Regions from separate parts of the Mus musculus genome. Here regions 2, 3 and 4 are each linked to region 1. The links are chromatin contacts, called in public ChIA-PET and promoter capture Hi-C maps. All regions are on one chromosome and are shown on one strand. Each heading gives the region's core, a stretch centred on a gene start, on an enhancer-like site or on the middle of the called end of the contact. The rest is flanking DNA. Distances are from core to core; before and after follow the strand shown. Region 1 holds the start of Wsb1 (WD repeat and SOCS box-containing 1). Region 2 holds the start of Rab11fip4os2 (RAB11 family interacting protein 4 (class II), opposite strand 2). Region 3 holds the start of Lgals9 (lectin, galactose binding, soluble 9). Region 4 holds the start of Ccnq (cyclin Q).

What was found. Promoter capture Hi-C pulls out the DNA fragments that hold promoters and counts their contacts. ChIA-PET counts read pairs in DNA pulled down with a chosen protein or histone mark.
Region 2: a contact with region 1 is called in a promoter capture Hi-C map of hippocampal neurons, with 2.2 times the contacts expected there. The contact joins the promoter of Rab11fip4os2 here to the promoter of Wsb1 in region 1. A contact is called at or near these places in 2 of 39 promoter capture datasets (hippocampal neurons and pre-B cells), 2 of 115 datasets of contacts at active chromatin or transcription factors (effector CD8 T cells and memory CD8 T cells) and 1 of 9 other capture datasets (liver).
Region 3: an RNA polymerase II ChIA-PET map of effector CD8 T cells shows a contact between it and region 1, with 42 read pairs. The contact joins the promoter of Lgals9 here to the promoter of Wsb1 in region 1. A contact is called at or near these places in 21 of 39 promoter capture datasets (the 3T3-L1 cell line, 3T3-L1-derived adipocytes, the C10 cell line and 12 more), 2 of 484 Hi-C or Micro-C datasets (embryonic stem cells and granulocyte-monocyte progenitors), 19 of 115 datasets of contacts at active chromatin or transcription factors (the SCID.adh cell line, T-cell acute lymphoblastic leukemia, double positive thymocytes and 11 more) and 4 of 9 other capture datasets (adipose tissue, embryonic stem cells, liver and 1 more).
Region 4: a promoter capture Hi-C map of hippocampal neurons shows a contact between it and region 1, with 2.1 times the contacts expected there. The contact joins the promoter of Ccnq here to the promoter of Wsb1 in region 1.

Annotation. Positions count from the first base shown.
Region 1 is chr11:79,250,627-79,256,875 of GRCm38.p6, forward strand. It overlaps Wsb1 (WD repeat and SOCS box-containing 1), which reads right to left and starts at 4,069. Exons shown (of 9, transcript NM_019653.3): 1 at 3,727-4,069; 2 at 355-523. The coding sequence starts at 3,766.
Region 2 is chr11:79,670,685-79,676,701 of GRCm38.p6, forward strand. Rab11fip4os2 (RAB11 family interacting protein 4 (class II), opposite strand 2) reads right to left here and starts at 4,402. Exons shown (of 3, transcript NR_045898.2): 1 at 4,369-4,402; 2 at 3,649-3,795. The region is part of intron 3 of Rab11fip4 (RAB11 family interacting protein 4 (class II)); the gene reads left to right.
Region 3 is chr11:78,981,321-78,987,685 of GRCm38.p6, forward strand. It overlaps Lgals9 (lectin, galactose binding, soluble 9), which reads right to left and starts at 3,604. Exons shown (of 10, transcript NM_001159301.1): 1 at 3,458-3,604. The coding sequence starts at 3,496.
Region 4 is chr11:78,749,319-78,755,155 of GRCm38.p6, forward strand. Ccnq (cyclin Q) reads right to left here and starts at 2,411. Exons shown (of 1, transcript NM_197989.1): 1 at 1,188-2,411. The coding sequence starts at 2,344. The coding sequence ends at 1,592.

The DNA of each region.
Region 1 (6,249 bases), core at 2,819-5,318:
TGGAACAACATTATGAACTAACCAGTACCCCTGAGCTCTTGACTCTAGCTGCATATGTATCAAAAGATGGCCTAGTCGGCCATCACTGGAAAGAGAGGCCCATTGGATACGCAGACTTTGTGTGCCCCGGTACAGGGGAACGCCAGGGCCAAAGGGGGGGAGTGGGTGGGTAGGGGAGTGGGGGTGGGTGGGTAAGGGGGACTTTTGGTATAGCATTGGAAATGTAAATGAGCTAAATACCTAATAAAAAATGGAAAAAAAAAAAAAAAAAAAAAAAGAAAACTTAAAATATCTTATTACCCAACACTGAAAGACAATAGTAAATTCAACAAAAGCAAAGGAAAGCAGTCTTACAAGTTCTTACGGCACTGGGACCACGGGACAAGCTTCACTATGCGATATCCTTGTGACCACGCAAAGTAGGAACCATCAGGAGCAAAAGCAACCGTCCAGTTCTCACCACCACATTTCTTGTCAAAAGGAGCTGCTGGAGCCAAGAGTTCCCCTATAGTACGTGATCTCACTGAAACAGACAAAGACAGAAATCAGGATAGTGTATGCAATCACCGGATTCACATGGCCCCATATTATTTTGGCATTTGCTGAGATTGCCCCCTTTCCTTTTAGACATGGTTTAATTGGCTTTCTACCCCAAAACATTAGAGATGAGCTTTGTTTTGATAGTGGTTTTCAAGAGATTTTAAAATATGTCACTAGGCACGGAAGGCACACCTCAGCCCTTAGAAGGCTTACTGTTCAGGAGTTCAAGACCAGCCCGAGCCACATGAGACCCTGTGACAAAGTTTCAGTGTAGCTGGGGCTGGATGACAAATCTTTAAGGCCAACCTAGATTAAATAGGTAGACCCCATGAAAGTGGGAAGAGAAAAGAGAACAGAAGGGGAATTAAGATTATCATCACCTTTCAAGAACTATAAATCGTTAGGCATAGGTTGTCTTGCTAATCTACAAGAAGCTCTGGTTTCTATCTTCATCATTAGTACAAACCAGGTAAAGAATTGGAATTTTAAGGTCACCTCAGCTACATGGTCAGCCTGGGAAGAGCTGGAGGGCTAGCAAAATGACTCAGTGGGTACACATACCTGCTGCCAAGCTTGACCACTTGATTTCAATTCCTAGTAGCCACATGGCACAAGGGGAGAACACACTTTTACTATTCTTCACACATAATACACGCAATTTTTGTTTTCCGAGACAGGGTTTCCCTGTGTAGCCCTGGCTGTCCTGGAACTCATTCTGTAGACCAGGCCAGGCTCCAACTCAGAACTCCTACATTATTTTAAAATTTTCCTTCTTGTATGAAAATATCCTAACACCCATCACTAAGATAAAACTATTTTGCTTAAACAATGTTTTCTTTTTTAGATACTCAAATCTGCTGAATGGTAGTGGCACACGCCTTTAATCCTAATCCCATCACTCAGTTGGCAGAGGCAGACAAGAATCTCTTGAGTTTGAGGCCAGCCTGCTCTACAGAGTTCCCGGGTTACACAGAGAAATTCTGCCTTAAGGAGAACAAAGAAAAAATAAAACAAAAAACAAAAGAATTCAAAATCTTCCTTCTACCCCACCCACCTATTGAGCGGAATCTGATCTGAGAACAATCTTGACCTCATGACCTCATATGACACCTATATAGGAGTCTTCTCTAGGATACAATAGTTCTAGTTCTTTCCATCAGTCTTCAGATTATAAAGTTTTGAGTCAATTTTCTATCTTTTCCTACCTTAATTTTTACATTTTCCTGGAATACATTCCCATTAGTAGTAACCCTTAAAAAGGTGATACCCAGAACTGGAGACTACTTCCTGGTGTGGTTTAACCAAAGTGATAGAGAACCCCCACTTCTTCAAAAGGGAGCAACATAGAATAAGCTCACATTCCTGTTACTGGCAGTCACATGAGTCTGATATAAGACTCATGAGTAGGTGAGCCTCAATGCCAGCAGAATGCATTTTCAATGCGAAACCTCAGAAGGAGCACATTGCTGCAGGCTTCCTGCATTTCTCCAAGCCTACATATACTCTTACACGGTCCTTTCACTGGGGTTCTTCTCATACTCAGCCCCCCAAACTGGGATTCCTGCTTAACTTTCATCTATTGGTCAAAATGAATTTTAGGAAGGACTTCATTCACAAATAAGGAAAACAAGTTTTAAAATTCTACTTTTTAAAAGAAGGCAATGGAAACATTCGCTTTAAAAGAGAATGCTCCCAAGTTGATCTAAGAAGAATACTTTATTTCCCAGAGATTTATATCTGTACTTTAAGGTTACTTTTAAAAACTAGTCTTGGGTACACTCATTTGGCTACTTTTCTTTATAAAGTGTTAATGAGATAGAGATGTGGCTGGTTCAAACACCAAACCCCAAGAAACAATTCACTAACTCATCTTCAAATGTAAGACATTCTAATTGTTACATAGTCAGCATTTTTCTAAGTGCCTTCACGTTTCCTTGTTAGCTAACAGACACAAACGATTTTTATACTTTAATTAGCTGCTTTAAATACTCAAGTACTGACTAGTAAAATATTATCAACCTCAAGGTTTTTCTCTAAAGTGCTTTGGGGAAAAAAAAAAGTAATGGGGCAGTGGGTGGGAACCAGCCCTAAAACCCAACCTATCTGCATAGCACTTACATCATGAGTCATCACTGAACAAGGCTAACCAGATTCAAGTTCTTCCTCACATTCCATCCTCCGATTTCACGACCAGAAAGGAAGTGTGACAGTGCCTTGTTAAAGAGGGTAGTAGCTCAGTTATAGCCTGACCTGGAACTCTTCACACACTCATGGAGTCCTGCCCCTACCTTTAGCATGGACATGAAAATCCAATTGACAAAACTGTAAAGTCAGTGTCTACTGACGATAATTTTGTTCAACGAATGTCATCCAATGGGCTCAAAGGTGACTCCTTTGAGAGAATTTAAATAATGCTAAGTGCTTTAAAGGGGCCAACGGGCAGGTCTGGCCCACGCCCTTCCACTCCCCATTGTCCAGGCTTCAGCCAGACGCGTGACAGGTCTAGCCACGGCTACATCCTCTGTACAATAGCCCTCCTTCAGCCATTCCACCTATTCTCACGGCTCCTTCCACCCCCACCCCCCCGTGTAGGTGGGCAACATATTCCCTCCTTAGAACCCTTCACTTTCATAACGCCATCCTTTAAAAAACACTAAAACTTTTTTTTCTACGCCGCTGACACCTCTCCAGGTCCCTTTCTCAATAGAGTACCGGACATACAGATGCTGCTGTTCCTGCTGCGCCTCAAAAAACACAAAAGTTCACAACTTCTTCCCACCAAAGAGAGCCTAGGATAGACCACTTAGCCTATGCTAGTAACTCTCCAGGTCCATTCGATATCCAAGACACAGCCGGGAGAATCCCAGGACGTCCGATCCGCACCCCAGCTGTGATGGTGTCACTAGGGTTTGCCCGGCGCTGAGCAAACTCGGGAGGCCCGCTCTGGGTCCATTCACTCCCGGCCGACGCCCATCGCGGGACCGCTTCCTCCCGCCACGCAGCGTCAGTCCTTGCTCCTCTCCATTTCTCCGGAGCCCGGGCATCCGGTCCCCCGCGCTCGTGGGCCTTGGCATCGGACTTCCCCGTTCTCCCATCCCCCACCCCCGTTTTCCCCCCGGGCCCCGGAGCCAGCCCCTTCACGCTCTGCCGGTAGACCCCGCGCTCCCCCTCCATCCCGAGCCTCACCGATCTCTTTCTCGTTAACCCTCGGGGGAAAGCTGGCCATCTATGGGGCACCGTCTGATTCCGGGAACTCGATTCGGACGCGACAACAGAGAAGGGACTCAGCGGGGGCTGAGGGGCGTGACGCGGGCTCAGGCTCTCCCGGGTGTGGAGACTGCAGAGAGAGCGCGGGCGGCCGCTGCGGCTTCTGCGGACTGCCCGGAGGAAATCACCGGAATGCCTGGAACAAAGCCACCGGGTCACACTCAGACAAAAGAGCCGGCGCGCCTTCCACTCACAGACTCACACAGCCCGCCAATGCTTCCGCCGCCAAACCAGACACTGAGACAAGATGGCGGGCGGCACTGATAATATCTGGGAGGCGGGGTGTAGTGGGTGACGTCAGACCATCAGGCCCCGCCCCTCGACGCAGGGGACGTGATGGTCTGGATTCACGGACGGGCGTGAGCCCTCAAAGCGCGACCTGCGGGCATTTTCGAAGTCGAAGGCTCATTGCCAAGGGCAAGCCCGGGATTATATAATGCACGTGACCGAACCGGAAAGGGCAAAGTAGACGTTTCACGTGCTTAATCCCTTTTAGCTACGTCTCTGGCTCCTTAGTACCTGGGAAGTGAAGGTTGCGCTGAAGAAAGATATGATGGAAACTAGCATAGTGGTGTCCAATTGGTCAGGACAGAACAAACTGGTTTTAGGAAAGACTCAGTTGATGAAGGAGACCCAGGGTGATGGGCACCTCTGAGGCCTCCCCAAGACTGCCTCTGTTCTAATTGGTCCCTAAAGTCAGGTCTCCTGAAGAGCTGGCCAATATGACCTCTACCTCAGAATCTGCCCTTCTTCCACAGAAGTTGAGGTCTCTAGGAAGCAGCTAGCTATTCCACATCATTGTTTGGGTGTGCCCCACATCTCAATCTAAGTACCATCTATAAATGATGTCATTGCATTTTAGTGGCCCTTGCGGGACTCTTTCTTCCAAAGGATAACAGATAACGGCTTAGATTTTCTCAGATACTCCTGGAAGACAGAATTGCCCAGCATAACTTTAGATCTCAAACACCATAGGTAGTGCATGTACTGTGTGCATGTCCCTTTGCCCAAGGTAGAAATTCTTAAGATCATGATGATTAATAGAAATAAATCATCCCCTTCTTTAAAAAAAATTACTTGGTTACTGCTTGACAATATGTTTGTCCAGAACTTCATGCACGGCAATGGTGCTGCCTGACGAACAGTAGAAGGAAAAAGAAAATTCAATCTTGTCAAATACAGACCATTATTGTCCCCTAATGTTTTTAGCTTATTTATTTATTATGTGTGTATGAGATATGTGCATGTTTTTGAGTCTTTTTTTTTTTTTGAGAGTTCATGTGTCTTAAATGCTTCTGTGTGAATGCAGGCATTCAGAGGTCAGATGACATCCTAGGATATGAGTCCTCACCTCCCACCTTTCCTGAGACAGGGTCTCTCATGATTTCAGTGCTTGTATACCATGCTAGCTGGCCCTGTAACTTCCCGACTCCCTGACAGCCCTGTTAGAGTGAAGGGATTGTAGAGTAGTAGTCTGTAATCTCCTGCCTTCTGCTTTAACCTGGGTTCTGGGCTTTCGAACGGTCAGGTTTGCATTTTCACCTCTGAGCCATCTTCCCAGCTATTTTTTTTTTGAGTTTTCATACAAAAATATGCAGATTTCACAAACTTGCAGGGCTGGAGGAGGGGGGTATAGCTCAGTTAGTAAAATATTTGTCTAGTATACAGGAACCATGGAGTCCAGCTCCAGTTCCTCAGAAACCTAAAGCAAATGGTACATGCTCGAAAGCCCAGCTCTTGGCAAGCAAAGGCACAAGAATCAAGAACTTAAGATCACTTCTGCTATATAGCAAGTATGAGGCCAACCTGGCTCCAAGACTCTTATCTTCAAACAATCTGGAAGGCTTCAGGAATTCGTGAGTCAGCCTTGCTCGGGAGTTATGCTGATTTGTTTGGTTGTTGGTTTGGTTTGGTTTTTTGAGACAGGGTTTCTTTGTGTAGCCCCAGCTGTCTTGGAATAGCTCTGTAGACCAGGTTGGCCTTGAACTCCAAGAGATTTGCCTGCCTCTGCCTCCCAAGCACTGGGATTAAAGGTGTGTGTCACCACTGCTGAGCTGACACTGTTGTTTAGTACAGACATTGCCCAAGTGAGCACCCTGTTAATATTTTTTGGCTAACTGCTGTAACTCCCAACTAATTACACTACACCATAGAAATCCATGGAAAATAACCATTCTTGAGAGCCTGCTTGTGAGTTATATTTTCTTACCTTTCTTTTCATTATTTTGCTTGTGAAGTATTTGAAGGACTTTTTCACAGAATTGTTTAACTCCCACTTAATGTGAGTAGCCTATAGATGCCTTGAAGATTTTCTTAACTACAAAGTGTGACCAGTAAAATGAAAAATAATTGTCTCATTTGTGTGCCCATTGGTGATTATACCTAATATTTGTAGGGTCATGTTACGTTGTGGGCATTGGGGTGCATCAGTGCTTCATTAAT
Region 2 (6,017 bases), core at 3,152-5,651, 420 kb after region 1:
AAGTAGCCAGAAATACTGTCTGGTGTAGAGAAACTGGAAATATCTTGCTCAATTACTGGGCCCTTCTGGCCACAGAGGTGGCTGCCCCAGGATTAGAGGCTGTGTGTACATGCAGGGCCTGTGGTCGTGTGGCTGCCTGCCTGCTGTCTCTGTATGTGTTAACCAGTCACTATTCACATCTGTTTTATAACCCACGAGCAGGATTGTGAACAAACAAAACCACCTTTGCTGTTGCACTGTCTGACTGCACTTGCAATTTTTTTCCCTCCAAGACAAGGTTTTACTGTGTAGCCCTGGCTGTCCTGTAAATCAGTCTGTATAGCAGGCTGGCCTGGAACTCAAGGAATCCACCTGCCTCTGCCTTCCGAGCACTGGGATTAAAGGTGTGCACCACCATACCTGGCCTCCACACTGTCAGTTTTTAATATCCATGGAATTGTTGTTGTTGTGTGTATGGGCACCTGTGCGGATTTGGTGTGCACATGTGGGGAGTCTGGGTGGAAACATCCACCGATTGGGGATCCCTATGGGCCTCCCCTGAAGCAAAGGGAAGGCCTTTAGTTGTTGGGACTATCACATCAAAGTAATTCAGACCTAGTGGTTGACATAGATTTCCTCGGGGTTCTGGAAGCTTCATTTGAGAGCAGGGTGCTATCAGGAGGGTTTCTTATAAAGTCTCTATCCTTAGTCTCCCCCACCCCCCAACAGACACCCTCATTTCTCTTCTGAGTTGTTTGTTTGTTTGTTTTATGAAAGAGTCTCATGTAGCCCAGGCTGGCCTCAAACTTGCTATGTAGCTCTCTCTCATGGATGGCTTGGAGTCCCTGGCGCTCCTGCCTCTGCCTGCAGGGTGCTGGGCTTACAGGTGTGCATCACCATGTTTGTAAGGACACCAGCCACATTGGACGGAGCTCACCCTGAAGGTCTTGTTTCTATTCAGTTGTTTCTTTAAAAAGCCCTTACTCAAACACAACAACGAATTCTTAGGTGCCAGGTGCTGAGAGTTTTACATATAAATTTACATACATCACTGAAGGGCTGTGGGAGCCTTCCTCCAAAGGGAGGAGCAAACTGAGGGAGCACAGAGCCTAAGATCCCAGGAGAACTCACTGGAGGGAGCTAGCCCACTTCCATTCCCAGGCCCACCCTCAGCGAGGGCTCCTGACCAAATGCACCATTTGGAATTGGGGGGCGGTTTAGCTATCACTGCCTCGTCAGCAGCTCTCCTGCCTGCCCCCTTGTGGTCTTGTGGGGTGCTTGGTTCTCCAGGCCTGGTGTTTCTGGGGTTCTGACCCTGAAGGGTTTTGCTTTAAGGGTGCTTTGCTTGTTTATGTCACTTTTATCTGGTTCTTCAAGACAAAGTTTCCCTGCGTAGTCCTAGCTGTCCCAGGAAGTAGGTTTGTAGACCTGGCTGGCCTCAAATTCAGTGACTTGCCTGACCCTGCTAGAAATGTTCTTTAACCCCTTTCAACTTGGAAACACACATTTCCAGATCCCGTCCCAGTTTAATTCCCCACCGTGTGACATGAAATAACACTGAAGTTGGAGGGCACTGATCTAGAAACCCCCCTTAATCTAGTTGCATGGCATTCCTTTATGTGATTTTAGGCAAGGTTTCACTGTAGCCCAGGCTGGCCTCAGTCTCTCAGCGCTTCCCTTCCCTTAGTCTCCCGTGTGCTGTGAGTATAGGTGTGAGCCACAGGGACCTTTTGTTGTGGTTCAACAGGCCAGTTGTCTCACAGAAGGCATGGTGTTCGTTTGTTTGGGGGTTGGTCCATTTTTTGTGACATGTAACTGGTGGTACCTCCTGCTGTGGGCCCCCTTGGGAGGACACCGGCCAGTGTCTGTCTTTCCATTAATGATGCTGTCTGATTACTGTGTTAAAGGAACAGTAGCCTGCTCAGTGCTCAAAGACTTGAGGGGGTTTCTGAGCTTTCCTGTGGTCTGCAGTGTGTGTGTGTGTGTGTGTGTGTGTATGTGTGTGTATATGTGTGTGTGTGTGTGTATATGTGTGTGTGTGTATATGTGTGTGTGTGTGTATGTGTATGTGTGTGTGTGTGTATGTATGTGTGTGTATGTGTGTGTGTATGTGTGTGTGTGTGTGTGTGTGTGTGTGTATGTGTGTGTGTGTGTGTATGTATGTGTGTGTGTGTATGTGTGTGTGTGTATGTGTGTATGTATGTGTGTGTGTGTGTGTGTGTGTGTGTGTCTGGTACTGTGCAAGTATACAGAGTCCCATCAGCCTCTCATCTGCTGGCTTTATTCTCGTGGCAGGTGTTGGGAAGTGTGCTGTGTGAGCACGGTCAGGTTGGAGGTATTCCCACCTATCTTTCCTCTGATCCACCATTGCCTGCTCCATCCCCCCCAGAGGAGGGAAACTCTCGCTCTCAGTCCTCTGAAGTTTTCTGTATGTATTTTGAAACTTGTAAAAGATGCACAAATTCGTAGGAGGGCTACATCTTGGTAAGTGGGTCCTCCGTCATTTTTAAGTGCCTCCTACCCCTTGAAGTACTTCTGAGACTGTGTGGCCCTGCCAGCTTTCTCTCGGTTGCTGTGGTGGTAAGGGGTGTGGCTTGGCAGTAGGGCCCCTGCTCACCTGCATGCTCACACAGGAGCAGCAGCCAGTCCCTTGGCAGCACCAAACAGGCCCTGGCCAACAATGTGGGCAACTTCTTTCTCTTCTCTGTCAGTAGGCCCTTGGTCAAAGGCACAGGAATCTCGGTCAAAGGTCTGCCTAGGTATTGATTGGTTTCCAGCTTGGGCACTGGCTGAGCCGCAGCCTTCTGGGCAGTTGGACATGCTTGTCAGTCAGAGCTGCGCTGCCCAGGTCTACCTCAGACCCTCCTTCTTGGTGCTGTACCTTACGCCAGCCCCTCTCTGTGGACTTGGCTCTTTAGATCCCTTAACACTGCTCATGCCTCCAGACCTTTTGGAACAGATCTCGGCTCTGCTCTGGGCTGTTTGATGTCTCCTTTCTAAGTTTTTCTGGGAGCTACAGTGTGCTATCTTCACCTAATCTCTGCCATTTCCTGTCAGCAGGTGGGAGTTAAGACCGGTGTGGGACCTGGGAGGCAGTTGAAGTTGGGATGAAAAGCTGTGTGGGCTTCCACAGGCAGTGGTTGGCTAGGTCTGTGTGCCCATGGTCTGTGTAAATAGCACTAGAGGCCTGAGAAATCCCGGCATGACTTGAAACCAAAGAGGAAGCATCTATTGTTGCTGCGGCGCCCTTCCCCCCTCCCCGGCCCTGTCCTCAGACGAGTTGCAACTGAGTTCCAACTGAGGTTAACATTGGAATATCTGCACAGAGATTGTCACCTGAGGGCTCCTGCTGAGGGGTTGTCTTGACCTAAGGTGAGACTCATCGGGGGTTCAGGAGTAGACTTGGAGCCCAGGGACCAAACCCTGCCCTGGCTGCCATTCTTGGCGTGGTGCAGGTGGGGTAGGTCTGGGAAGAAACATGGTAGTCTGTCCTGCCTTCTAAACCTTCGCCTCCTGCACCAAAATAGGAAGCCCAGGGCCATAGAGCTTCGATCTCACAGGTTAAGGCTACTCTCAGAGCAATGGAGATAGCAGAGTGACCAGTTCTCCTGTGGGTTCCCTTGGACTTGGAGGTAGGTCAAGGTTCTGGTCTTTTGCTTGGATGCTAACCTTAACTTGATCCCACCTTTGACCTTTGATTGGCACCAGGCAGCCACTGACAAGCATCCGGTCAGTGTGTGTATAGCAGGGTTGGCAGCCCCAGGGGAAGTCAGTTACTGTCAGGATTGCTTCACAGCCACCATGGTCGTCATGTCTCTGTGAAAAAAACAGCCAAGTATGGGGGGGTCATGAGGGTGTGTGTCACTGTAGGCAGTCCTAGCCCACCCTCTTTGAATTTGGGGTGTTGGGACCTGGAGCCCCTCCTCGAGGGGAGGTTCCTGCCACCCAAAGGAAAAACCCATCATGACCCTGGTCTGTTCCATGTCTCCAGGGTATTGACTGGCCACACACACAAGAGATTCCATTGTTGGCCTGTGCCCACTTACAGCCCCTTCCCTACAGTGGGGAGATCCACGTGTACCCACGGGTGCCTGGTTTTCAAGGGAAGCTGAGATGTGCCCGCCCAGGCTATTTTTACCCAGCCCTGTCCCCACAGAGCTGCGCTTTGGCTCCAAGTCACCGCCTGCGGAGTGGAGCCTGTTGCCAGAGCTGGGGGTGGATGAGCCCGCACCTCAGGGCCTCCTGGACTCCCTTCTCCAGGCAACATCTCATCTTAACACTTATTACAGGCTGTGACTAATGTGCAGGCAGACCTGCCAAGGCAGTGGGCATGAGAGGACCCTGGTGCAGGGAGGAAAACCTAACTTGGCCTCCTAGAGCTCAGCCTACCTCTCTGTCCACCCCAGTGTATCACCGAGGGGTCAGTCAGAGGGAAGCCTCCCCGGGCTTGGATAGAATTCGGAATGCTCAGGTGTGGCCCTGGAGACCGTCCCTTAACCTACTAATGACAGTAATCGCTCACGAAGCCCTTCCCATGCATTCTAAGAACAATTACTTAGAACAGTTGCCAGTTCACTGAACTCCAGTTATGGTTAGCTCAGCTGTGGAGGTGAGGGAACTGAGGCACTGGGTAGGGTAGTTCAGTAACCTACAGGCCACAGTGCTCATATGTAGTGGAGTGCGACTGGAACCCACTCTAGATCATGTCCCCAACGCCCACCATCTCTCTGTCATGTTTTCAGTGTCCTCAGACAGTGAGCCATTGTCCTTAATTAGATCCTCTGACAATCCTGGTCACGTGTATGCATCGAGGATGCTCAGAGATGAAACACCTCATCCAGCGGTCACGCCGCTGGACAGCGGCCACAACAAACTCTTAGATCAGTGAGTCAGTGAGTGGTTCTCAAGCTGTGGGTCGCAACCTCCTGGGTTTCCAAACGACCCTTCCACGGGGGCCACCTAAGGCCATCAGAAATGACAGACGCTTGCATTTTGATCCATAACAGTAGCAAGATTACAGTTCTGAAGTAGCAACAAAATCACCTTATGGTTGGGGGTTGCTACAGCATGAGGAACTGCGTTTTAAACGGTTTTAAGCGTCAGGAGGACTGAGAAACACTGCCTTAGATGCTCCTTGGATGGTCGTCCAGGTCCTGTGGCGCAGTGCAGTTTGATTCAGGCCGTGCTCAGTCATGCGCTCCTGGAGTGCTAGCTGCTGAGGGTCAGGATGTAGACCTCCCTGTGGCCACCACTTCACCCTCTCTGCCCTTGTAGGGAATGGAAATACGTAGCCACTCTGTACCGCCTGTGTTCTCTGTTCATCTTTGTTTCGCTGCCAGGAAACCTAGGGTGTGTGACCTTGAGATTCCCCCTCTGCCACCCCCACCCCCCTAGGTGGATGAGGGTAAATACCAAATGAAGCTGTTTGGTTTGGGTCCTGCTGTACCTCCTGCCTGCACAGCGGGGACAGTGGGCCCTTGTGAGCCTCTCTGAGGCTTGGACAGCCCAGCACGTGTACTGATACTGGGTCTTTTCAGCAGCCCTTGAATTCAGCCCTTTCCAACTTCTTACAGAGGAAAGGGTGACCGTGGGACCTTCTGACGGGGGAACACAGCTCTTAGAGAGGCTGAAGAGGGGCTGCCTGGGCAGCCTGTGTGCCTTCTGGCAACCACTTCCAGTTAGAGCCGGCTTTGTTCATCCCTAGATGAGAAGACTAAGTGGAAACATGGAGGTGGGGGCACTCCGGGGATGTAGCTGGGTCCTATTTCCTGGGACTTGGGCTCAGTACTGTCTCCAGTAATCCCTGTCCTTGGAATTATTCCCCAGGCCCAACCATATATATCTGTCAGGCTCTTGCTAGCTGACCAGCCAAGGACCTATGGCAGGTGAGACAACCTGGTCCCTGAGCAGACAGCCTCCAGTCTCTCTCCACGCCAGGTCTGACTTCTTTAAGCTTTCATAGCTGCCAACTGGTACTTGTCATGCAGCCTCTCAGGCAAAAATGACAGTCCCTGCTCTCTAGGGGAAATCCCAGGGCC
Region 3 (6,365 bases), core at 2,354-4,853, 270 kb before region 1:
AAAACAAACAACCTTCTTGAGACTTCATGTTTTTGTTTTTGTTTGTTTGAGACAATCTCACTTAGCCCAGGCAGACTGTAGCCAAAGCTGACCCTTGAACCTCCGTCTCAAGCTCCTATGTGTTGAGAGAGCCAATGTGTCCTACCATCCCTGGCTTAGATTTTAGTATTTTTTTTTAAAGCAATAATGCCTTATCTTTTTTTAAGATTTATTTATTTATTATATGTAAGTACACTGTAGCTGTCTTCAGACATTCCAGAAGAGGGAGTCAGATCTTATTACAGATGGTTGTGGGCCACCATGTGGTTGCTGGGATTTGAACTCTGGACCTTCGGAAGAGCAGTCGGGTGCTCTTATCCACTGAGCCATCTCACCAGCCCCAGATTTTAGTATCTTAAATGGTGTTCTAAAGTCTGAGACACATTATTCTAACATGAGTGAATCTTATAAGCAAAGCATAAGAATAGTAAAAAGATGGGGAAGGACCTAAAAGTCCACTAAAAGGAGAAAGTCAATATATAATACTGGAAGCAAATGCTTTGTTGTTGTTGTTGTTGTTGTTGTTGTTGTTTGCTTTGTTTCTGTGATGCTAGGGATTAAACCCAGGCTCTCAAACTTTCTAGACAAGCACACTTCCTTGTATGCCTATACACACAGGATAAATAGCAATAATTGATGCTATTTGCATGTGATGAATTCAGAGTAGAGAGCATGGAGGTGGAACAGTGGAGAGGCAGCACCTGTGGTTATTTATTCATTTTTGTGTGGTTGAGGAGCTCAGAGGACAACACAGAGGAATCGATTCTCTCCTTCTACCCTGTGGACTCCAGGTCACCAAGCTCAGTGGCCAGAGCCTCACCTACTGAGCCCAAATGAGGTCATTGTATAGAAGGTGGGAGGGGCTATTTGTACTTGGTTACTAATTCATAGATAAACTTTAGGACTGAGAGACTTTGGGAAGGTCTGTATGGCACGCCTCACCCTCCCCTCCCCCCCAGCAAAGGCACAGAACCTGGGACTATGTTGATTTAAGTGATGAAAGGGACTGTGCTGATAGGTTGAAGTCCATGGACTTGGGGAGATTGCTAAATTACCCAGTCCAGCCTTAAAAAATCACCAGTATCCTCATAAGAAGGGTCAGGCTCTGAAATAGATGGAAAGAAGAGGTCTGTTCTGGTGAGATGCATCAGTAGATAAGTGCACTCGTAACTGAGCCGGATGATGCAAGTTAGACCCTCAGGACCCAAATGGCGAATGAAAAAGTCTGCCTCCCAAAGTTGTTCTCTGACCTCTGTCACATACACACACAAACCAAACAAACAAACAAAATCAAACAAACAAATACATTTTGTCTAGAAGAAGCGTGGACTGCCGAGACTCATCTTCTACCCAGAGGCTAAAGTCTTTTGCTTCCCTTTCCTGTTGGGACATGCAGAAGGCAGAGCCTACAGACAGAGTATGGTCAGCTCAGTGGTCTACTGGGGCACACAGTCTGGATACCAGCAGTGTCTGGCATATTTTCAAGCCAGAAGGCCCAGCCGTCCCAGAAGTTCAAAGACCCAGACAGTTCCTCAAGCATCCTAACAGCTTTGGTTTTACTGTCTTTGTGGGCGAGGAAACGGAAGTGCAGAAAATTAAGTAACTTGCCCAAAGCTACACAGCTGGTTAACGACAAGCCTGGGGTTCAGACACTAGAACCAATGTTCTCCGTCATAGGTGATATAGGCTCCCTTTCATGAGGAAGCACATACATGCCCTTGGCCCCTGGTCACCAGGGTCACACAAGAGAGTCATACTGCCCAGTCCCATCTTCTTCTGGACCCTCATGGGAGTCAGCAACCAAGCCTGTCCATGACATGGCCCTCAGGCTGTGACAATACTGTTCCTCTGCAGGACAGGAGTCACATGACTTTTGTACAACGTCAGCACTTCAGTGGACGTGTGACCCACAGCTGCAGAAGTCAGTGGGTCACTGAGTGAGACCAGCCAGGTAGGAGGACCTGTGATCCCAGTGCTACGGCGACATAGCCTCCATGTCTCCCACCAAGACCTGTTTAACCTCTCCCCTCCCCCGTGGGAGGATTTCCCTTCATAATTGAAAATATTGCTTTTTCCTTCATTTTTTTTTTCTGATTGTTTTAAAGATGGGGCACTGTTCAAGACCAGGCTGGCCTTGAACTCAGAAATCCGCCTGCCTCTGCCTCCCTAGTGCTGGGAAAAGTCTACTTTCTAAATTCAAGTTGTCAGCTCTGCCTGGTGGGAAACCAGAGTGGGTGTATCATGCCCCTGTGACACGTCCTGCCCTTGAAGGCCCCACAGAGACACTGGACAGTCCCTTCTAGCTTTCCCATCTACCTTCCATGCAGGTCCCAAGTTAGAAGCCTTAACCCTGTGGCTGAGGACACTGGTAGCCCCAAGCAAAGCCCAGAGCCGTGCTAGATCAGGCTCTGACGCTGGGCTCTGGCAGCCAGCTCACCTACAGACCCTGCTATCTCCCACCTGCACACACGGCGACTCTACAGAAGGTTCCTGGGAGCATCACTTTCGTCTCCATTACTGCCATCTCCCCATGAGCATCCCCTCTTCTGGGAAAAGCACTTTCCTTCGCTGTCACCCACCATCTGAGGACATGTGGCAAGGCCTCGACCTCTCAAAGTCTCAGTGTCTCCACTTACAGTGTGGCTACTAAGCTTCCTAGTGTATAAACAAAACCACCTATAGACAGGGGGTGGAAAAAGGAGCCCAAGGCAGCCCTTTGCACCCTGCACTAAAAGACAGTCCCTACTTGCCTGTCTGCACACACTCTGGAAGTGTTCTTGGGTGAATTCTGATGTGGCCCTTGGAGAACAGAGGGGAGGGCTTCCCTGTTCCCCTCCCGTGCACTCCCAAGACACCTCCATGTTCCAGGTGCTGTTTAAACACCCACGTGTGCTATCTGCTTTCTCCTTGTTTTAACCTCAGGAGACAGACTAAGTATTATTTCCATTTTACAGATACAGAGAGGAGAAAGTACTGCGCGTGCGACATCACCTAGTTTGTAAATGGCTGAACAGAGATCCTCTCTAAGGCAGACACTTTAAGTGTCATGTGAATATCTGCTACCTGCTACCTCCCCCCACCCCCAACAAGCCCATCCACATCATCATATAAACCGTCTCCTTCCTTTGTAGATGCTACCAGGTAGCATGGAACAGGCACATGTTAATTCACCTCATAAATCATAGTGAGTGGCACCCTTGGGTCCTCAGAGGCACAGCAAGCCTAGCATGAGACACGAGCTGCATCAGGATGACCCAGCTGACATGCCTGGCATGTTTGTCCCTTATGTGCTGTCTGCAGGACACCCCACCCTCTATCTGTGCCACTCCGTTGTTTCCCCACAGGTCCAGAGCAACTTCCCCTGGATGTGGCCGTTAGCTTTTCCTCAATCACCCCACAACTGCATCCCACAACTCACCGGGTTAATGTATGGAGACTGGGCACTGAAGAGAGCCATCTCTTCTATCTCAGGGGAACCAATGCTCTCTTCCTCACTCGATGGTGGACGACAGAACTCTGCGCAGGGCAGGGCTGAGCTAGGAAACAGAAACCACAGCTATTTGGCACTTCTTCAAGGGGAGGAGCTCAGTGGCTGAGGGAAGTGTCTAGAGAAAAAGAAAGCTGATGTCAGGGTGGAGGGCTGGAGGTGGGACTCAGTGGGAGGACCTAGGACCAGTGGACACTGGGTGTTCCCTGCTCTGCCTTGACTTTCCCTTCCTGTGCTCTGCCCAGAGAACCAGTCACATGGCCAGCAGGCGTTCCTCGACAGCCTCGGCCAGAAGTGGCTGTGCTTCTGAGCCTGCTTCCTCACCCCATCTAGCAGAGCTGAGCCTTCATTTGTCCTCTGGGTGGGCATCCGTGGAAAAGACCTTCCTCAGACCTTTGTATGTGCAGAGAAAACAGTGCTCAGAAAGACCAAGGGGCAGCATGAGCAAGGTTACACAACTCCTTACGGGCACTCCGAAATCTCTGTGATGCTGTAGGCTTCCAAGAAGCATCTCTCCCTGGTGTGAAAGCTTAACCATGGAGAGCTATTTTGCAAGAAACACACCACCGCTGAGGTTGTTAATGTGGACTATGTGGGGGCCCTGGGAACTTCATTGCCATCTGCCTGTGAATTTGTCTGTTCTCCTTGTCTCTCCCCTCTGTCCCTCTGTTTTGGGGTAAGAAGAGGAAACATACTTTGGACACAGTAGAATATTCCAAGTGACAAGGGAGGAGACCCTAGGAAATATTTGAAATAGTTTTGAAGCCAGGAGAGATGACCCATCATGAATTCCCAGCATGCCTAGTCTACAACATACATAATTGCTCCCTCCTCCTTTCCTCCCTCCCCACTTCCTCCTTTTCTTCATGTAGACCAGGCTGGCTTTGAACCCAGTATGTAGCCAAGGATGGCCTTGAACTTCTTCTTTTTTTTAATAATTTTTATTTTTTATTTATATGTAAGTACACTGTAGCTGTCTTCAGACACACCAGTAGAGGATGTCAGATGTCATTACAGATGGTTGTAAGCCACCATGTGGTTGTTGGGATTTGAACTTTGGACCTTCATAAGAACAGTCAGTGCTCTTTTTTTTGGTTTTTTGTTTTTGTCTTTGTTTTTTGTTTTGTTTTGTTTTTGTTTTTCGGGCAATTAGCGCTCTTAACCAGTGAGCCATCTCTCCAGCCCCAACCTTGAACTTCTGATCCTCCTGCCTCTACCTCCCAAGTGCTTGGATTATACCTATGACTCACCTCTACCTGATGGTGCCGGGGTTAGGACCTAAGGCTTCCTATGAGCTAGACATGCACTCCACCAACTGAACTACATCACCAGCCTTTCCCTGCCTTAAACAAAAACACAAAACCAAAACCCAGCTCCTGCAGCTTAGGTTATGAGTTAAGGGAAATAATCAGTGAAGCAAAGAATTGCAGGACAGGTTTGGGGTGGGGGTGGGACTGGGGAGCCAGGAAAACAGACTTACCTGGACTCATTCAGGACTTTGGGATTGCACTATGGCTAGCTAGGAGCAAGCTTGCTGTGACAAAGCTGTGGTCGTTATTCCCAGAGAAGTATGGGCTGCAAACTTATTCCCACAGCATCAGTGTTGGGAAGTGTACCCGGCACCATGGGAGCTGATTCGGTTTGGGGACTGGTTCTTTTCCTTGGACTGGTGTGGCTTAGCAAAAGACATGCAGCTGCAGATTTGACCTCTTGCCTATATTTCTACCTTCTGCCTTCAACCATGCAGTCATAAGACGGTTATCTTGGTTTGTGCTTCCCAGCCTCCAGGGTAGAGAGAAAGAAACATACATTCTCTATGAACTAGTTAGCCTACGTTCTCTATGAATTAGTTAGCCTGCAACATTCTGTTACAGTATCACAGAATGGCCCTCTGGGTACCAAGGGATACCAAGGGGAAAATCAGTTCCAAGGAGGAAGTCAGACACTTATCTGCAACACGATTTCTTCTTACACTCAGCCGAGACACACCAAAACTTGCAAAGACTAATTCTTAGATATGCTTTCTTAGAGGCCACGCGCCTCCTTTTACCTTTGCCCCAGTTATAAGTGCCTTACTCAACAGGAACTGACTGGATTTCAAGAGCAGGCTATCCTGTTGGAGCAAAGTGGAAAGGGAATTCTTCGCAGTCCTCTGGCTATCATGGACACCAAGGACAGTTTTGTCATGCTAGGCAACTACCAACGGGTTGGGATTTGGGGCAACTGGAATCCCCATTCTCTGCAAGTTGGGATGTAAAAGAACCCAGCCAGAACTGGTGCTTCAGCTTCAATACAGCAGCCAGGCCCTTCTCCTGTGCCCCAGCCCTGGCTGTTTGTTCAAAACAGTTCTGTGCATCACAGCTCCAAAAAGGAAGCAATACACAGTCACGTGAGAGACATCAGGGAACTCCGTGCATTTGAAGGGCCCTTGGCTCCCTGGGAATGGGGAATACATGAAAGAGCCAGATATAGTCGAGCCTACACTGTGGCAATGCCATGCACATCCAATCCAGCAACAGCTTGCCACTGGGGCTGCTGCCTGAGAGAGGCACAGACTTCTGATGGCGGTACATGCTCCGGATCGTGGTCTGGGAGATGGTTCCTGCTAGCTACATAACATTCTTCTATTGAACTAGCATCAGCATGTTTCCTTCTAGGCAGAGAGTACCTCAACAAATCACAGCTAAAAGGAAAAAAAATCTCCGAGAGCCTTGAAGGACATGGGCCCAGCTGAGTTCAGGAAAACAAGTCATTTAGGGGTGATACTTGCATTTGATGGACATTGGGATTCATTCCATTTGTGGATGTTATGTTTAAAGCTGTTGTGAATTTCTTAATT
Region 4 (5,837 bases), core at 1,161-3,660, 500 kb before region 1:
CTCATAACATTACCTCAACTATGAGTTTGACCTCACCTTCCTATTTTTCTTTCATTCTTCCTTTTTTGGTTTGAGGCAGGGTTTCTCTGGGTATCCCTAGCTGTCCTGTAGATCAGGCTGGCCTTGATCTCACAGAGATCCAACTACCTCTGCCTTCCAAGTGCTGGGATTAGAGGTGTGAGCCACCAGCATTCTCCCTTTCTAAGGCAGAGTTTTACGTAGCCCAGTATAATTTTAAACTGACATTGAAAATCTGATCCTCCTGCCTCCACCTGACTGCTGGGATTGCAGGTACATGCACTATACCACCAAGCTGGTTTATGCAGTGGTAGGTACCAAACCCAGGATCTCATGCATGCTAGCATGCATGCTAAGCGAGCATTCTACTAATTGAGCTACATGCCTAATCTCTTTCTCCTATTTCCTGATGTGATAGGCAGGTCTAAGCATCTGCTGTGTTTTTATTGGTGCCTGACACGCGTAGGGGAAAGTCTGTTGAGAGCATGAAGGGTTAAATGACTCCTGGGTCCGTGGAGTCCCAACACCTCCTTTCCTTGCTCACATTTGTTTGTTAAATTTGAGATAGGGTCTCACTCCGTAGCCAAGGCTGGTCTGGAACTCAGGATCCTCCTGCCCTCAGCGTGCTCAGCCTTTCCCCCTTGACCTTCAAGAGGCTGGTCACTCTTCCGGATGCTAACAGCCAGGACAAAGGAGGCAGCTCTAACACAACTGTCTTATGATTTAGGGAAGTCCACTATGTGGGAACTTCTGGGGATAATGAAGTATGATGATTGTCCTTTTAAATGGATACCCACAACGATAAGCAAGATCTCACCATAAAGGTCCATTATCATGAGATGATGGGTAAGAATCCAGAGAGCTGAAAGACAGAAATTCTTACAGCCGTTATCATACGTTTAACATTCCCCAACTCATACTTTGCCTATCTTTGTATACTTCTTTTTTGTAGAAATTATAGTGCATCTATAACCTTGTTATCTTCTATGCTGCCTAATATGAACCTTTACCCACATTGTCATAAACCCCTTACAAATATGTTTTAGTGGTTGAATAATAAATACTCCATTGTATGGATGTACCATGCTTCACTAACCATTTCCCCAATATTGATCAGTTTCCAGTATCTCTCCTACTGTAACTTAGAAATACCATAAGGCAGACTCTGGTGCGTTAAACCTTTCCTATATTTTATTTGCATAATTTTTATTATACAAAATAAGATTCTATGTTACACATTCATACTTCCCCTAAGGGTGCAGTTCTATTCTTTAACTTTCCTGTTGGCGACCTGCAATGGTCCATGCCTCAAATGCAGCATCTTCTCAAAGGGCAAAAGCTGATGCAGCCAATTCTAGAAAGCTCTATATGTCCTGCCCACATGGAAGCTCTTAGCATTATTTGAACAAGGGCTGCTGGGGACAAAATGACAGCATGTCATTGCAGTCACCAATGACATCCTCTGCCAGCACAACCAGTCCTCCGAGTGGAGACACGCCATCACAGCAACTTGGTGGAACGATACCCCAGGCCTCCGATCATCCTGGTCTTAGGTCCGGCCTCGGCCAGGGCCTTAGGGGATCTCTGTATCCATAGTATAAATCTGAATGAGATCAGACACAATATTGTCAATGATTGGCTTGGTAAGGTCATCACTAAATACCTGCCACCAAGGCTTCTCGGCCTCACCCTCTGCAGGCACCTCGACTCCATAGACCTGCAGGGCCAGGTAGAGCACAGCCACGGCTAGGTGCTGAGCCTGGAAGCGGAGGCATAGCCCCCCGTGGTAGCTATCTCGTAGCAGAGCCCAAGCTGTAACTGAGATGGGGGTTCGTTGCCAGCTGTAACGATTCAGCCAGTTCTTGAGGGAAATCAAGTAGTGCAGCAGGTACTTGTGTGGATGCTGGAAAGAGACTTGGAAGCGCAGAACTCGTAGCATAAGAAGCTCACATTGTACAATGCTGTCTCGTAGCTCCCAGAAGCGGGAATCCAGCTCCAATGGCTCACTGCCCGGGTTAAAGTACCTGTGCGACACGTTGATGATGTCACGAGTACGCAAGTGTTGCTCCTCCACTTTGCCGGCCAAGTAAATGGAAGACATGGCGACCAGGTAGAGGTCATATGCGTCCAGGTTGATCTCGCAGAAGAACTTATGGTAAATGGTGCAAGCGGTGGCGATGGGGATGGACTGCATGCCTAGCTTGACGCCTGCCTCCATGATAAACCGGGTTACTCGGAAGTGCACCCTCGCCTCGGGAGCCGGCCTCTCCTCGGCTCGCGGCGCCGCCGGCCCGCTTTCGCAGCTGTCTGGCCGAACAGCCTCCATGAGGCCCAGCAGGCCGCCCCGGAAGGAGAAACGCTCCGGCGCGCCGAGGCCGGCTCCGGGGGTCCTCGCGGAGGGGGCGTGCCGTCAAGCGGCCACGCCCCCACCCGTCCTGCCGCCACGCCCACCCTGCTCGGCTTTTCCTCCTATATTAAAAGATAGGCACTCAGGAGCAGCTTGGTGGAGACGAGGAGTGCTATTTTTAAGACATCTGAGAAGATACTACTTTTGATTTAAGGGGCTTTTTCACTGTTCCTGAGAATCCAGGCTATGGAAAGGATGAGAGTCAACTCTCACCCTGGCATTTGCCTCTGTGACCCTGGGGGCTTTGGTTGATCCTCTACATCTCATTCCTTAGGTGCAAGTTGGGGTGGTTGGCTGTCCCCTCCTCATGGAGCTCTTGTGAAAAATGAACGAGTGATGTAGGCAGATCAAATATGCTCCATAAGTTTGGCTTTGATGATTATTTTTCTGAGTCAGGTTTTCTACATTTAACCCAGACTGGCCTTGTACTCTTGATCCTCTTATCCCAGGTGTGCAACACCACACTCAGCGATATTTTGTTTTAATTGAAAAAGAAAGGAAGGAAGGAAAGAAAGAAAGAAAGAAAGAAAGAAAGAAAGAAAGAAAGAAAGAAAGGAAGGAAGGAAGGAAGGAAGGAAGATAGATACATCAGGACATCAGGACAGGGGTTTTCTATTGTAGCCTTGGCTGTCCTGGAACTTGATCTGCAGACCAGGCTGGTCTCCAAATCAGGAGATCTACCTGTCTCTTAGGATTAAAGACATGCACTGCTGCCCACCCCCCCACCCCCCCCCCCATCCTGCTACCATCACCCAGCTCATGACCTTTAGCTATTACTAATTTGTTTTGAGGAATCTTTCATTTTCATTTATGTCTTTATATATCTGTATGAATTAAGACTTTTGTAAAGTGGGAAAAAACACCCTAAGCCATAGGGATTCCAAAGAGAGGTATATGCATTAGACGATGTACCAGACATGGATTTCTCAATCTTAGCGTTCTTTAGCCCCCAAGAAAAGCAGTACCCCACAACTTCTACATTTCTCATTTGGCCACTTGTAGCACACGGTTATCTTCCTCTTTAAATGTTACCGATTAAGACTACATTCTCAAATTTTATTTATTTTTTGTTTGTTTTGTTTTTGGAGACTGTTTCTCACTATATAGCCCAGGCAGACCTGAAACCTGTTATATAGATCAGGCTGGCCTCACAGAGATCTGCCTGACAAGTGCTGGGATTAAAGGTGTGAGCTTTCACATGCTGTGGAAGACACTATGTTGGTAGTTCTGGGGACAGATAGAATCCAGCACATTACTCGTGAACTAAATGCCCTGCCCACTTCAGTATGATTTTTTTTTTTTTTTTTTTTTTACTATGTCAGAGGATCTTATTGAAAACACATCAACAGTGGTGGTATAACTTGAGAGGGAAAACGAAACTGTTTCCAGAGCTCTGTAGAACCCTGACTTCTGTAGGAGCACACTCTGGTAAATTGAGACTGTCCATCCTGGGTGCAGTGGCCTGCGTTAGCCCTCAAGGCAGAAGGGCAGAGCAGCCAGTGTCTGCTGCAGCTCCCCCTCCCCCAAAAGCAGCTGTAAATCCATTTCCTGTCTTGTAATTATGTCTCTTGTAGTAATTAGCCCCTTCATATCAATGAAGCTGAATTTCCATGGGTAATGAAATGAAGCCCCAGTGTGTGAGACAAATGAAATGTGGCAGGCAGGTGATGGCCTTGCAGATTTCCTTGGGGACAAAGGAAATGACCCTTCATGTCCAAAGGCCACTGTGGGGGTGAGGGTGGAGGAAGCAAACAGATCTCTGTGAGTTCAAGGCCAGTCTAGTCTACATAAACAGTTTCTGGAAGGCCAGGGCTACATACCAAGTGTTTAAGAAAAAGGTCTGAGTGCACAAGGATATTTCAAGACCTTGAAGCCCTAAAGCCAATACAGAGCCATGTCTGGCGGAGTGTATTTGGGCTTTCCCTGTACTGCTGGGTTGAGTGAGGCTGGGTGTATAAATGTAGCCTCATGGCCTTGAGAAAGAACTCAGTCTTAGAAATAAAGAATATCACCCTCCATCTCTCTCTCTCTCACTTTCTTTTTGACACCGAGTCTTTCTATGTAGCCCAGCATTGGCTAGCTTGGAATACCACATGTAGACCAGGCTAACCTTGAACTTGTAGAGATTTGCCTGCCTCTGCCACCAAGTGCTGGTATTAAAGGTGTTAACCACCATACCTGGCCCTCTTATTTCCTTCTTCTTTTTTTTTTTTTTTTCTTTTTTGTCCTTATCCTTTCCAGGCTTCTCCGTGTTGTCAGCCTATTTTGGGGACACCCATTTCCCTTTGGCTTTGCAGTGGATGGAGTGAAGCACACAAAGTGCACGTAAACCGTTAGGAAAACTAAGAGCGAGGATTAGATCCTTATTTCTTTTCCTGCTCCTCCTCCTCTCCTCCCTCCTCCTCCTCCTCCTCCATTTGTTTTTCGAGACAGGGTTTCTCTGTGTAGCCCTGGCTGTCCTGGAACTCACTCTGTAAACCAGGATGGCCTCAAACTCAGAAATCTACCTGCCTCTGCCTCCCAAGTGCTATAATACAGGTATCTACCATCATGTCTGGTTAGAGTTCTTTTCTTCCTTTTCTTCATGCTTATTTTATCCTCTGCCCAGGGTCTAGTTTCTCTCCAACTTCCTTTTTCCTTTTTCTTCCTCTTTCCTTTTTTTTTTTTTTTTTTTTTTTTTTTTTCTTGAGACAGGGTTTCTCTGTGTAGCCCTGGCTGTCCTGGAACTCACTCTGTAGACCAGGCTGGCCTCGAACTCACAGAGATCTGCCTGACTCTAAGTGCTGGGATTAAAGGCATGCCTGGCTTCTTTCTTTCTTTTTTTAGACAGATCTTGTATAGTCCATGCTGACCTTGAACTCCCTACCTTTGCCTCCTTAGTGCTGGGATTTCAAGCATGAGCCACCATACACATCCAGTTGTACCCTTTTCTCCCCACATATATATATGGGGAGAAAATAGTGTGTGTGTGTGTGTGTGTGTGTGTGTGTGTGTGTGTGTGTGTACTATGTGTAGGTGTGCATGTCTGCATGTGAGCACAGGTGCTGGCAGAGGCAGCATTAGATCCCCAGGAGCAGGAGTTACAGACTATGTAAGCTGCCTGACTTGGGTGCTGAGAATCAAACCCAAGTCCTCTGGGAGAGCTGTAAGTATTCTTTACTGCTGAGCCATCTCTCCAGTCTGCAGCTTTTTCCTCTGAGATGTTCTCAGTATGTAGCTGGTCCTTCCAAATGCTGGGATTATAGGCATGCATGACCCTAGCTGGCCAGGCCCTGAATCCCCGAGAAAGCTCAGCCACTGATTAAGTCCCTTAGATCCTTGATCTCTAAAAGGAGGACAAGGGTCACTCTCATGCATACCTCACTGAACTGAGGAAGAGGTAGGGAGTTCCTGGCTTTTCAGAGAATTGTCT